Regions from separate parts of the Sus scrofa genome. Here region 2 is linked to region 1. The links are chromatin contacts, called in public HiChIP or PLAC-seq maps. All regions are on one chromosome and are shown on one strand. The core of a region is the stretch at or near the end of the contact, and the rest is flanking DNA. Distances in the headings are between cores, read along the strand shown.

Evidence for each region. HiChIP or PLAC-seq counts read pairs in DNA pulled down with a chosen protein or histone mark.
Region 2: an H3K27ac HiChIP or PLAC-seq map of skeletal muscle shows a contact between it and region 1. The contact joins two enhancer-like sites. A contact is called at or near these places in 3 of 47 Hi-C or Micro-C datasets (embryonic fibroblasts, fetal heart ventricle and liver) and 1 of 2 datasets of contacts at active chromatin or transcription factors (skeletal muscle).

The regions. Positions count from the first base shown.
Region 1 is chr7:83,071,960-83,077,905 of Sscrofa11.1, reverse strand. NR2F2 (nuclear receptor subfamily 2 group F member 2) reads left to right here. Exons shown (of 3, transcript NM_001190253.1): 3 at 1-402. Among named protein-coding and RNA genes, the nearest start is that of NR2F2, 15 kb to the left of the region's middle. Within about 2 kb of position 2,760, at least 42 of the 83 cell types and tissues checked have an H3K27ac peak or open chromatin away from gene starts, as enhancers often do. A contact at or near this core is called in liver and skeletal muscle, where this site is marked.
Region 2 is chr7:83,350,305-83,356,250 of Sscrofa11.1, reverse strand. No RefSeq gene overlaps it. Among named protein-coding and RNA genes, the nearest start is that of NR2F2, 260 kb to the right of the region's middle. Within about 2 kb of position 2,185, at least 29 of the 83 cell types and tissues checked have an H3K27ac peak or open chromatin away from gene starts, as enhancers often do. A contact at or near this core is called in liver and skeletal muscle, where this site is marked.

The sequences.
Region 1 (5,946 bases), core at 1,511-4,010:
ATGTGTCCAAGACACATGCTGAGGTTTTGAATAAAAAGTGAACTTTTGTAATTTGAATTGGGTCCCGCTTAGTTCTTGAATTGTTATGAAAATCCTATATCTGTTTGTATATTTGCAAACCCTTTGTATTATAATTGTTGATATTTTCCCTTTTTAAAAAATACCATTGAAATCAGCATGACAAAATAACACTGTTGGCACTTATAGGTAACGTGATTGATTCAGTATCTTAGAGTTTACAGTTTGTGTTTTAAAAAAACTGAAGGTTTTTTTTTTTAAGTGCAACATTTCTGTATACTGTAAAAGTTATAATAACTGAACTGTTTGGTCGAGTCTTTGTGTGTTATATTCCAAGGAAAATTGAAAGTATTCAGAAATTAAAATATTATTTGATATCTGAAACCTGTTTGGCTGTCCCCACTCACTGTCTTTCCATGGAGAAGCCCCTGTGAGCTCTCGCTAAGCTGGGCCTGGGGCTCTATTTGTTTACTCCCCTTAGCCAGTTTGTTCAAAGGTAGACTAGTGTATTTGCCTGTTTAATTTGGGTGTGTGTGTTGGGGGGAGCTGAAGTTAATGGTTTATCTATGGTTTAGGAAGTGCCATACGGTTATAGTAAACCACCCCCCATTCACCTAATCCTTCTTTTAATTAAAAATGGATTTTCCAGGAAAAAAAAGGCCCTTATATTTGTCACACTTAAGTGCCTGCTTAGGGAAGGTATTGTGAAAAGTATTAGAAATCTTGAGATCAGTATCTATTTTATGATCAGGAAAAAATACTGTTTTGTACATTTCTGACAGTTACGCAAAAGCCCGTTCAAGCAAGCTAATCACAGCCTTGTAAATAGAAGGCAGTTGTTTGCAATGAGTTTTTCCTTAAGTAAGTGTGATTTTTAAAAATATTCTGTGGTTCTCATCTAGTGTGGTTGTTGAGAGGATTTCAAATTCAGTGATATAGCTTAGAGCGGCTGAAGGGTTTATTTTTAATGTATATATGATAACTTGCAGTTGGCCTGCCCCCCCCCCAAGTTCATTCTGTGAGAGCGTGACCACAGGTCAAGGGAATCTTTTCCATTGGAGTTATGTACATAAAAACACATCGACATTTTGACATTTCAGATTGTGTAGATATAATCTGTACTGCTCTTGGGATCCTTTGTCCTTAAAAGCCAAATTAAGAAAAAGAAGAGAAAGAAAGAAGGAAACTTTACAGGGTGTGCAGATTTGGAAGTAGTAACTATTTTGTTTTGGAGTCTCTCCCCCCCCCCCTTCTCTTTTCCTGGTTTAGAGGAAGCTCAGTGTGTGGGAGCTTGCAATTTTTGTTCTTACTGAGGCTTTGCAGCACCCCCACCGCCATCATACATCACTATGGTTGTGGTTTAATTTTAAAAGGGGGTGGGTAAGGGGATGTGAAAGAAAAGGATCATTTTGTAAAGTGTATTAAACTTTGATACTCAGTTCCAGTCAATACATGTAGACCGGAAAAATCTGTCTGATTTGTGCATTTGAGCAGAGTTCTCCATCTGACCCTCAGCTTCTTTCTGTAGATATATACATACATAAATATAAGTATGTTCTTATGGCAGAACATCGCTGACCTCTAGATTGAGGTTTTGTAGCTTGTTGTTTATTTTCTTCTCTTGCAAGTGCTATCCATGTGAGTGTGTGAAGTTTCTCTAATAAGTAAAACACAGGCCCTTTTCCTTGTTTGTTTTGTGTTAGTTTATTGTAAACAGCCATTTGTTGTAAATTATTATTGGCATTAAATTATAATTTATGATTTTCAAAGCAAAAGACAGTCCCTGTTTTATTCTGCTTAAAGCATGTGTTCTAGACGTTGGAAATCTCTCTCTCACTCTAAGTTTCAGCAATGAGCTTGGGGTCTGCGAGGCAGAAAAACAGGACCCAAAATTTTTCAAACGGTTAAAACAAAACCCCTTGTATATGTTTAGAGTGGCCGGAGGAGGATCTGTTTAGAGTCTTGAGTTTGGTTTAAGTTTATTGCATTTAAAGAAAGTTTTTCTTTTCACGCTGAGTTAGAACAAAAGATCTTTGCTTCGACTGAATTGGACAAAAGACGAGGGCTGGGACCCAGCGAGTGCGTTCTGTGTGAAATTGACGAGATCTTTAAAAAAGCTGCTAAACATGGCGACTCTTTCCCTTTAAGTGTCTCTTTTTCCTTGCTGGGTTTTTTTTTCCCCCCTATCTGATCTGAGCTCGCTTTATTTCTTTTCCCAACCCCGCTCCCCCTCCTCCTCTTGGCGCTCGGGGGTGTGAGAGAACCCAGTTAGACGCGAAATGCAACAATAGTCCGAGGAGAGAGAGAGAGGGGCGATCGCTGCTTCTCGTCACTTTCAAACAAACCTGGGGAATGACTGAGCTGGGGCGGGGGGGGGGGGGGGCTGGTTCCTAGCCTGTTCGCTCGGCTCGCGGCCGCCCTGCCTCGGCCTTTCACTATTAGTTCTCTCCCGGCCGCCAGGGGCTGGGGCTCAAAGTTAGCGGGAGACGTCCGGGGCTGGTTCCGCGGAGACGGCTGGGTTAGCATCCGGCCGGCTGCAGGGACCGGGGCCTGGAGTTGGCAGCAGCTGAGGAAAAGTGCCTGCCCCCCAGCCTCCGCCCCCCACTTACGTGCGGCGGAATTCCGCCAGCGCCCCCGGAAAGTCCGGGGTGCCGGGCGCTCCGAGCTGCTCTCCTAGGATGTGCAAGAAGCGGCGACAGGCGGGGGGCGGAGGCGGGGGGCGGTCAGGGGGAGCTCGAGCGTGTGAAACTCTGCCTCGAAGCTCGCTTTTGACTTGGTCCTATGAGCTGAGCCAACATGGCGTCTCCCACTGCACCGCGAGCGCCGGGCTGCCAGGCACGGCAGGGCCGGGTAATAGAAAACACATTGGTTACCAAAAAGAAAAGGGGGGGGGGCGGCTAAAGGCCATTCCATCTGCAGGCAGAAAACCCTCTTTTAAACTCTAGCTGGCGAGTGAGTGCGGTCCTCGATTATTCTGTAATTAAAGCAGCAGAATTGGTAGGGAACATATTGGTAATACAGTATCCCCTTATCTCTGCGCCCCCTCCCCCTTGTAATAGGGAGAGTTTATTTCAGGTCTCCTCTCCCAACAGGAACCAAATTAGAAAAAGTCTGTATTCTCCACAGATCTTAAATGTTTGAATGGTATAGGGGAGGGGGAGGCCAGTATTTAACAGACCTCGGTCAGTTCTCGCGCTCATTAATGCAGGGGCCGTGCAGGGGGAGGGGGTGTGCCGGGACCACCCCCTACACACACCCGCCGAGCTGAGGGGTGGGGGCCGGGCTTCGATCCCCGCCGGACGTGGGCACAACTTGCTGCTTGCGTGGCAAAGTTAGGGGAAAGGTGGCTTTGCGGGGGGCAGAGAGCTGACTGCCGGTGCGCAGGGGCCGAGGGCCGATTCCGGGCTGGGGGTCGCAGGTCCTAGAAATGTGTGAGGCGGCATGGACGGCGCCCCTAATAGGAGCGCTTCTACATCGGGGGTCCCTTTTAATAGGTTTGAGAGGAGGCGAGGTCTGCCATGGAACAGACCTGACCTCCCAGAGAGGGTCTTCTGAGGGCCTCTGGGGAAACAGTGGTTTGGCCCTGGTCGAGCTCTCAGGCGCTGGGGGAATGGCCCCTTACGGTCCAATACGAGCTCTGGCCCAGGCCTGGAGACCCTTACCCTCAGCCGCCTGGGAGGGGAGCGAGTTTCTCTCTGAATTCCGGGCCTCGTCGAGATTTATTGAAGTTAGGTTTAAAAAACGTGCTTCAGATGATTTTTCCCATTTTCTCAGATTTCAAAGGCTCCCTGCAGTGCGGCTGCCTAATTAATGGTGAAATTCAACTAAATCTAATTATGCAGTAATTTTAAAGCAGTTAGTGCTGGGCGTTGGTTTGTAATAGGACCCCAGTTTTTTAAAGTTTGCTTACTGTGTTGGTTTAGGGGAAAGCCATCTTTTGTATAGCAAAGAAAGACAGGGAAATAGTTTTGCTGCGTGAACCAGAGGACTGAGAACTGCCCCCACCCTCCACATTTCCATCCTCACTTCTATCTATCTCCCTTTCTTTCTCTCTCTTTCTCTCCTGGGCTCCTGCTCAAAATCTGAGCGAGGTGCTAACCCAGCAAGGAGACCTGGTTTCATAGCCAAAGGGGAAAAGGGAGAATTTTTCATAAGGAGACACAAAGGGGCTTGGTATCTGCCCTCCTGGATGCATCTGTAAATGCCTGAAAACAGGGAAGGGGGACTCTCATCTCCTCTAATAGAGAACAGATTTCCTCTCTTTAACATCCATTGTCATTAAGGCGAAAAGCTGACTCTTGGAGTTATAAATCTTATCATCCTTCTGATAACACACTTGTAATAAGTTAGTGTCTTATTCAAAGTGAATTGTAAAACTGCCTCATTTAATATGGCATCTGTGTCGTTAAAACTTTTAAGTCCCCCCCACCTCCTTTGAGTCTTGTAGGCCTGGCATGTGGGCAAGCGCTGAGGTGCCTACTGGGCCTCTGGGGTAGGACCAAGGGGGAAGGAGGTGTGAGAGATGGGATTCAGCTTCTGGATCTTAGTCTGGGGTGAGAGACCCCTGAGGCAGAGAGGGCCTGGGGGGGGGTTTGCTGTATCCCCCTTTCCCATCCCCCTGAGAGGCCCCCTCGAAATGACGTTCCTTGAAAGAAACATGCTTGTGATTAGCTAAGCAAACACATCTGCTTTCGGAGTTGGGCCTTCGTTAATTAGCTGAACAAAGGGCCGTTTTGCTTTTTACCTTTTGCTGGGGGAGAGTGTGTTATTTCAGGAGTGTCGCGGGCCCTCCTCTTTTCAATTGCAGCCACGACGTTAATTTTATTGGGATTACTGATGGGAAATGAGGTGGCGCAGGCTTCCGAGAGGAAAAGCTTGATCATTACCCCCTTTGGAACTATATTTTTCCACCCAACCTCCTGTTCGCGAGGAGGGGGTGGGGGGCGAACTGCGCAGCAAGTTCGGAGCAATTGGAATCAGGCTCGCCGAATGCTGATATCGGGTGACAGAGCGTGTGTTGAAGCTGAACTCTATAATTTGCGCTTCTGTTTCTTTATTAGGCCTGGACAACGAACTAATGAGCTTTGGCCCAGCACAGTGTCACCTGTATTTATTTTCTTATGGCAACTTTGAGATAGCGGAAGTGTTCCTTACCAGGAGCCAGGGAGGGCCGGGTGTCCTGACCGAGGCTGTCACCCGCCGGCCAGGGTTGGTGGCTGGGGCCCCGGGGAGCGAGGGCCCGGTGAGGGCGAGCGTAGAACTGATGGAGCCAGAGGACTGGGCCTTTAGGTGAGGCCCTGGGGCACACAGGAAGGGGTTAGGCCCTTTGGAGGCCCAGGCATTCCTGCAAGCCCAGCTCTCTGAGATTGAGGTCGAGGGGCGAGGGGCAAGCCTAAGGCAGGTCCCCAGGCAGGGTGATGGTCGGAGGTGCAAAGGTGGCTTGGCTTCCTCCAGGCCGGGGGAGGAGGAGGGATCCATCAGCAGAGCGTGTCGGGCCAAAGAACCCTTGGAGCGAACCGGGCTATCCAGCCCCGTGGCCAAGGCGTCTGTCTGCTTTGTGTTGAGGGAGGCCTGGCTCAGCTCTCAGGCTGACTGCCTTGGGGTGGGTGGGGCAGAGAGGATGCTCTAAAGGAGCTCTTAGGGTCCTGAAGTGTGGAGGCTCCCTTCCCTCTCTCCCTAGTTTGCTCCAAAGAGTCTCAGTTGGAGAGGCCTGGAATAAAGTAAAGGAGGAGTTCCGGGTTGAGGGCTGAAAAGGGTCAGCAGAGGCAGCTGGAACATCCCTTGTGCAGTGGCAGAGAATGCAAGCCCCCAACACGGAGTGGAGAGTGCAGGGAAAGGGGAAGCCCAGGGAACTGAGAGATGAGCGTGGACTCCTCGGCTCAGCAGCCCGAGACTTCCCGTAGCTCCCGCCTTGCTCCCCGGCAGGCA
Region 2 (5,946 bases), core at 936-3,435, 280 kb before region 1:
TACACTTCAGTTTTTTACATATGAAGGGGAATCGATAATCGTTCCTGCTTTATAAGGGTGCTATGGGGATTTACGCCAAGCAGTTTAGAGAACGCCTGGCAAATAGTAATCACTATATGAGTGAAGGTAAATATCTTTCTATTCCAATTTGTTTCACAACAACACAAAGAAATTGCCTAGAATGCAGCACTACCTGCTCTGTGAAGGTCCTTGGATGCCCAGAGTTCTGTACCTTTTGCATTGTGCTCCCTTCAACCACAGTGGTTCTTTATGTATATATCCATTCCCTGTGTCCTTAACTAATCAAGTTCCTGATGGTGCTTTATTCACTTTTGTGTTCCCCAAAACCAATCTGTCCACACTAAACATTTAATGACATTAAAAAACAAGCTATAACTTATGAACAATGGATTTTATGAATGTTAAGTTGTTTTATATCCCTCCCCCCCAACACACACACACACACACACACACACACACACACAAAATGTACATTTTAAGGGGAAAAAAATGGCGTGTTTTACCTCAAATGTTGAAAAGTATTAATAAATCTGAATTTAGACTTAATTTTAATAAAATCTTTATAAAATTGTTAGTTTTACCAATTAAAATTCTATCACTAATTGTAGAGTCATTTCCATGATTCCAATGTGAGCTACTAAGAAAACCCTAAGCAGAAGCTATTTGAGCAAGAGTTTCCACTGTAGAGTGGTGGGCCTAATGATCCAGCTTGTCTCTCTGGAGGTGCCAGTTCAATCCCCAGCCCAGGCACTGGGTTAAGGATCCAGCATTGCTGCCGCTGTGGCACAGATCACAGCTCCCACTGGACTCTATCCTTGAACACCTGGCCTGGGAATTTCCATCCACCATGGGAGACAGCAGGGAAAAAGTAAGAGAAAAAAGCTATATGACCAGTTATTTCTGTGCTACTAAGAATATAAACAAATTTCCAGCATCGATAGCTCATGCAATATACTCTGGGTAGATGGGGCAGAATTCCTTCACAACATGACAACAATAGCAACAATGACCACATGGGACTTCCAGGCCTGCAGCCTTGGATTCTGGATCAAGGGACTCTGACAGAGTCACAGCACCTCTCCAGGTTGGATCTTCTTATTTGCACAGCAATATGGCTGACAAACAGGTCTAGAATTCAAGGTAAAATGAAACAGTAAATAATTCTGCTGGAATTCAGGTGGCAAATAGCAAGGAGGAGGTGAGAAGATGCCTTTAATTAAAGGAGTAGCTAAAGTTTATTTTGTTGGAAATTTCTAGATGCTTCCAAAACAGTGCTGTCTAAATTTCCCTAAACCACTCCAAGCCATCTTTAAACTGTTTGCAGAATGGCCATTCCCAGGCAAAGTCGTTTCAAGCCAGTTCAGCTCCGCAACACAGATCTCTGCCTTTTCATATCAAAGGGGGCTTCCTGCTGAGTTTGTTTACACCATTAAATTTCCTCAAATGTAAAGCCGGGAAAATTTTTCCAGGTGTTCAAATTCCTAGAGGGTGGGGAGAGTGCCGAGCACTATATTAGATCAATACCACGCTAGAGTGAAACACAAAGAACCTTTTTCACGGTGTTGCCCCCTCTGGAGATCCCTCTTTCGGAGGCAGTCTTGGCAGGGCCCGCAAGGCTGCCTGTCACTCTCCTGTAATACCAACTGCCGGACCCACCAGGGCGGTCCCCGGAGTTGTGCTGCGGCAGCCTTGCAGGGCCGAACCCGGCCTGGATCCGACCTGCGGGCAAGGTGCAAGATGGCGGGATGGGGCGCACCTGCCCCGCTCACCTAGTACCTGGGTTCGTTGCTGGCCTCCTAGCGCAAGGGATCGGCAGGCTGCCTCCAGAAACCCAATTTAAATAAGGAAGGATTGAGATTCCTAGGAGAGCTCCGGGTTGATATCAGAGAGAGAGCCTGGGCTTCTCCCAGCCAGGTGAAAAGAGCTGGCAAGGTCACCCATTCAGTCACCAGGTGGTGCATTTAATTTAAAAGGAGTGTTAACCTTGTTTATACAAAATAACACCAATATGCAGAGAAGCAGTAAATCCATTGTCGTTAAACAGCGGGGAGCCGCTGGCGCTGGCAGCCTGCCCGCCGGCGACGTGAACTCGGCTGGCACCGGGCGGGGAGCGCGCCGGCCGGGGCCAGGCCTGCGATCCTGCTGGCCTCGCAAGAGAAGGCCAGAGCTGTGCCCTTTCCGCCCTCCAGATGACTCTTTGCATTCTTGTCAAATATATTTAGAACAAGAGGTGTCCACTTAAAGAGAAACATTTGTTAATCACTTAAATGCAGGCGTTTGGCAGCCCTCCAGTTTCACCTTTATAAATATGTAGGATCGGTTTCCAGCTAAGCAGGGAACTCCTGGGCAAGTTCTCATTTCTCTCCGCGTCCCCTCGAATTGACCTAAGGTGAATGTCCCTAGCACCTTATTAATTTTCTATCCCAGGGGGCTTTCCGGAGCCAGTACCAGCCTTCTATCTGCGCGTTGACGGAGATAAATAAATGATGCACGCTAGAAAGAGAAAGAGAGGGGTGTTTCTTTAAGCAAGGGACAGATTAAAGTGAAATTCCTGTTGACGGAGGCGCTGGTGTCGTCGACATCCTCCTTGTTTACCAGCAGCTGTCCCCGTTTAATGACACTCTGATAACTCACGGAGGCTGCCCTGCGGTAGGGGGTGAAGCAGATAAAGGGGCCTCTGTTTAAACAGTCCAGTCCTCGAGCCCGCTCCTCCTAACTTCCCTTCATTTAACGATCGGGGAAACTGTTCAGAAGAGGCAAACTCCGGGTGCAGACGTTTTTACTCTCCTGCTTTTGGAATCCGTAACCTAAAAACCGCGGCTGTCCTGGCCAGCCCTCTGCTGAGCTGATGGTTATTCCAGGAGTGGAAGCTGAGGAGGGGAGAGGCGGGGAGGTGGAAAGGCAGCTGATGGGCCAGGTGAGAAGGTCAGCGCTAGGTGTCTTGAAGAACTCTGCATTTTTCTTTCTTTTTTAAAAAACAGTGATGTTCCCTATCCCTCCACCCCTCCCCATACAAGTCTTCCTAAACGAACAAGTCAGGGACAAGGTTGCCGATTTACTGTTCTTTAAGGGCTGATTCAGCATTAGGAGTTAATCACATTAAAAAAAAATCACTTTTAATTCTTGGAACAGTCTCCATAAGATTGTAACGTTGCAGAGGACCTTGCGGGCATCCAAGCTAACATTCTGATCTTGCAGCTGAGAAAGCAGGTGCTGGGGAGGCTAAGGGGTTTGCCTAAAGTCACTCAGAAGTTCTACCGCAGAATGGAGGCTGAAACCCAGCTCCCAACCCATCATTCTTTTCAGACAGTGTAATATTATACAATATTATACATATTTTATAATATAGCTATATAATATATTTTATAACATATACACATCAGGTTAAGTAGAGGGAATTTAAAGAGATACACATGTATCTTTATTTAAATGTATATATTTTCAAAATTTCCTCTTTCTGTCCTGATGCAAACAGCAGCCATGGAATGTGTTTCGCCCTGAGGGGGAGCCAAAGCCCTTACCTGGCTCAGGTCCCAGCCTGGTCCATCCTTGGGCTTCTCTAAGACACACCTCTACCCTGCTTATTTCATGAATACAATCCATTTAAAGATCAACAGACCTGGGATCTCATAATCTCTTTCATGCTCTAACCAGTCAAGCACACATACCTCCAATAAAGCAAACACAGAGAAAAAATTCATTTCTGCTTTTAAAAAAAATGAAGATTATGTGAAACAAATGATCTTACGTCCATTCATTTCGATTTTGTCACCCATAGGATGTCCCATATCCAACTCCAGAAATTTTGAGACAAAAACATAAATACAAGGCAGGTAAAGTGTTTTGAGATATTTGGAAGAAAGATGTAAATGTTTTTGTCTATGTGGTCTCTTCAGGAAAATTCTTTACAGTATTTTTAAAGATAAGTACTATCCTGCAATACAGTGGCCTCCAATAACATGAGGTTCATCACTTATATTTTCAAACTATACTGACTCCTCAGTTTTGTCTTTATAGCAAGGTATGATAAAATTGTTTTTTTTTTCCTACAGAATTTAAAGTTAGCTTAATAATCTTTTTATGCCATTTCCTTAATGATCAGTCGTGTCCCCCTAAAGGCCTGTGTTAAAGTCCTAATGCCGAGTACCTCAGAAAGGGATCTTGCTTGGGACACGGTCTGTATTTATAGAGGTAATTAAGTTAAGATGAGATCATCAGAATGGGTCCTAACCCAGAATGACTGCTGTCCTTATACAAAAGGGAAACTTGGACACAGAGATGCATATAGAGGGAAGATGTGAAGAGACACAGAAATGTATTCCTGTGGCCAAGGTGACAGGCCTGGAACAGAACCAAAACTTCCAACACCTTGATTTTAGACTTTGGTCTCCAGAGTTGTGAGGCAACAAATTTTGGCTGTCTAAGCCACCCAGTCTTTGGTATCTTCTTACAGAGCTCTAGAAAATGAATAAACCAATCAATTGTAACCATCTCAACAACTTTAACTATCTTCTAGAATCAATATTTCAAAGAGTAAAAAATAAATTTAAGTGGCTTAAAATTATTTTTAAACTGTTATATGTAAATGGGAGTATTAACAGAACTAATACTTATTATACATCTACTACATCCGGGGTAGGGCTTGGGGATCTTGATGTATTTTTGTTCATTTTACATATATAACCATGAATACTTAGGAAATAAAATTTTATCTAATTCAACAGAAGTACATTTTGTGTAGTAAGAACATTTACAGTAAACATGAGTAATTTAGCTGAGTACTAATTAAGGGGATTGTACTTGCTTAGCATATTTCATTAAATTACATATCATAGAAGGTAGAATCTTCTCTACATTATGCTCAATGGTACTTATTGAATCCTCCCCCATCACTTCTCCCACATTTTTTGATGCGTAACATAATTGATTGTTGAAAAGTTTATAGTAGGTTTTGTCAAGAACCTAGTTATGAACAGAGATTATAAATAAGCACAGTCAGTCAAGAAGGTTTACCAAGTAAGTGCTCTGTATTAAGTCCTGGAAGGAGGAGAGGAAAATAGAAAGGCTATACCACCTATCTTTGGGTAACTAAGAGTCTAATTGATTAAAAAAGGCCACAGGTAAGTCAGGAAAGCAAATTAAGAGTTCCCTGGTGGCTTAGCGGGAAAAGGATCCTGTATTGTTGCTGTTGTGGCGCAGGTTCAATCCCTGGCCCAGAAATTTCCACATAGTGGTCATAGTCAAAAAGAAAAGAAAAGAAAGAAAGAAAATTCAAATTATACTTACAAATAATAGCTCATCAGTCTAAAACAAAACAAACTCAAATAGGGAACCGTAGATCCTATGTGCCTGCAATACTAGTTCCAGTTACACCTGCCAACTAAGCTTAATTGCTGAGAAGGCCATCTTTCGTTCCCCAAAATATCAGGATTTGATTGAAAAGTCTGCAGTCACCTTAACTCAGGGTTCTTCAACATGGGCTCTAAGAGCACTTAAAGTGAATAATTCTTTGTCATGGGGGCTGTCCTGTGCATCACAGGACATTTGGCAATACCTCTAGCCTCTACTCACTAGATGCCATTTGCAATGCCTTCACCCAGTTTGACAACCAAAAATGTCTCATTTAGACATGGCTAAATGGCTCTGGGAGTCAAAAGAACCCTCAGTTGAGAACCCATGTTCTAGCCCAAGATTCCATAAAGTTTAGGAGAGTTTATGTTATAAAAATGAGGATTAAACTAGGGAAAACTATCTTGCAAAAGTTAAATTTCAACATCCGTAGATAAGGAACCCAAATCAGTCAAAGAAGGAGGAGAACATTCTGCATATAAAAGGAGGAAAATGGAAAAGAACAAGTCGAAAATCAGAAATACAAAACAGGTAAAAATTGGAGAATTAAACAGGTTAATGCACCTGTTCACCAAG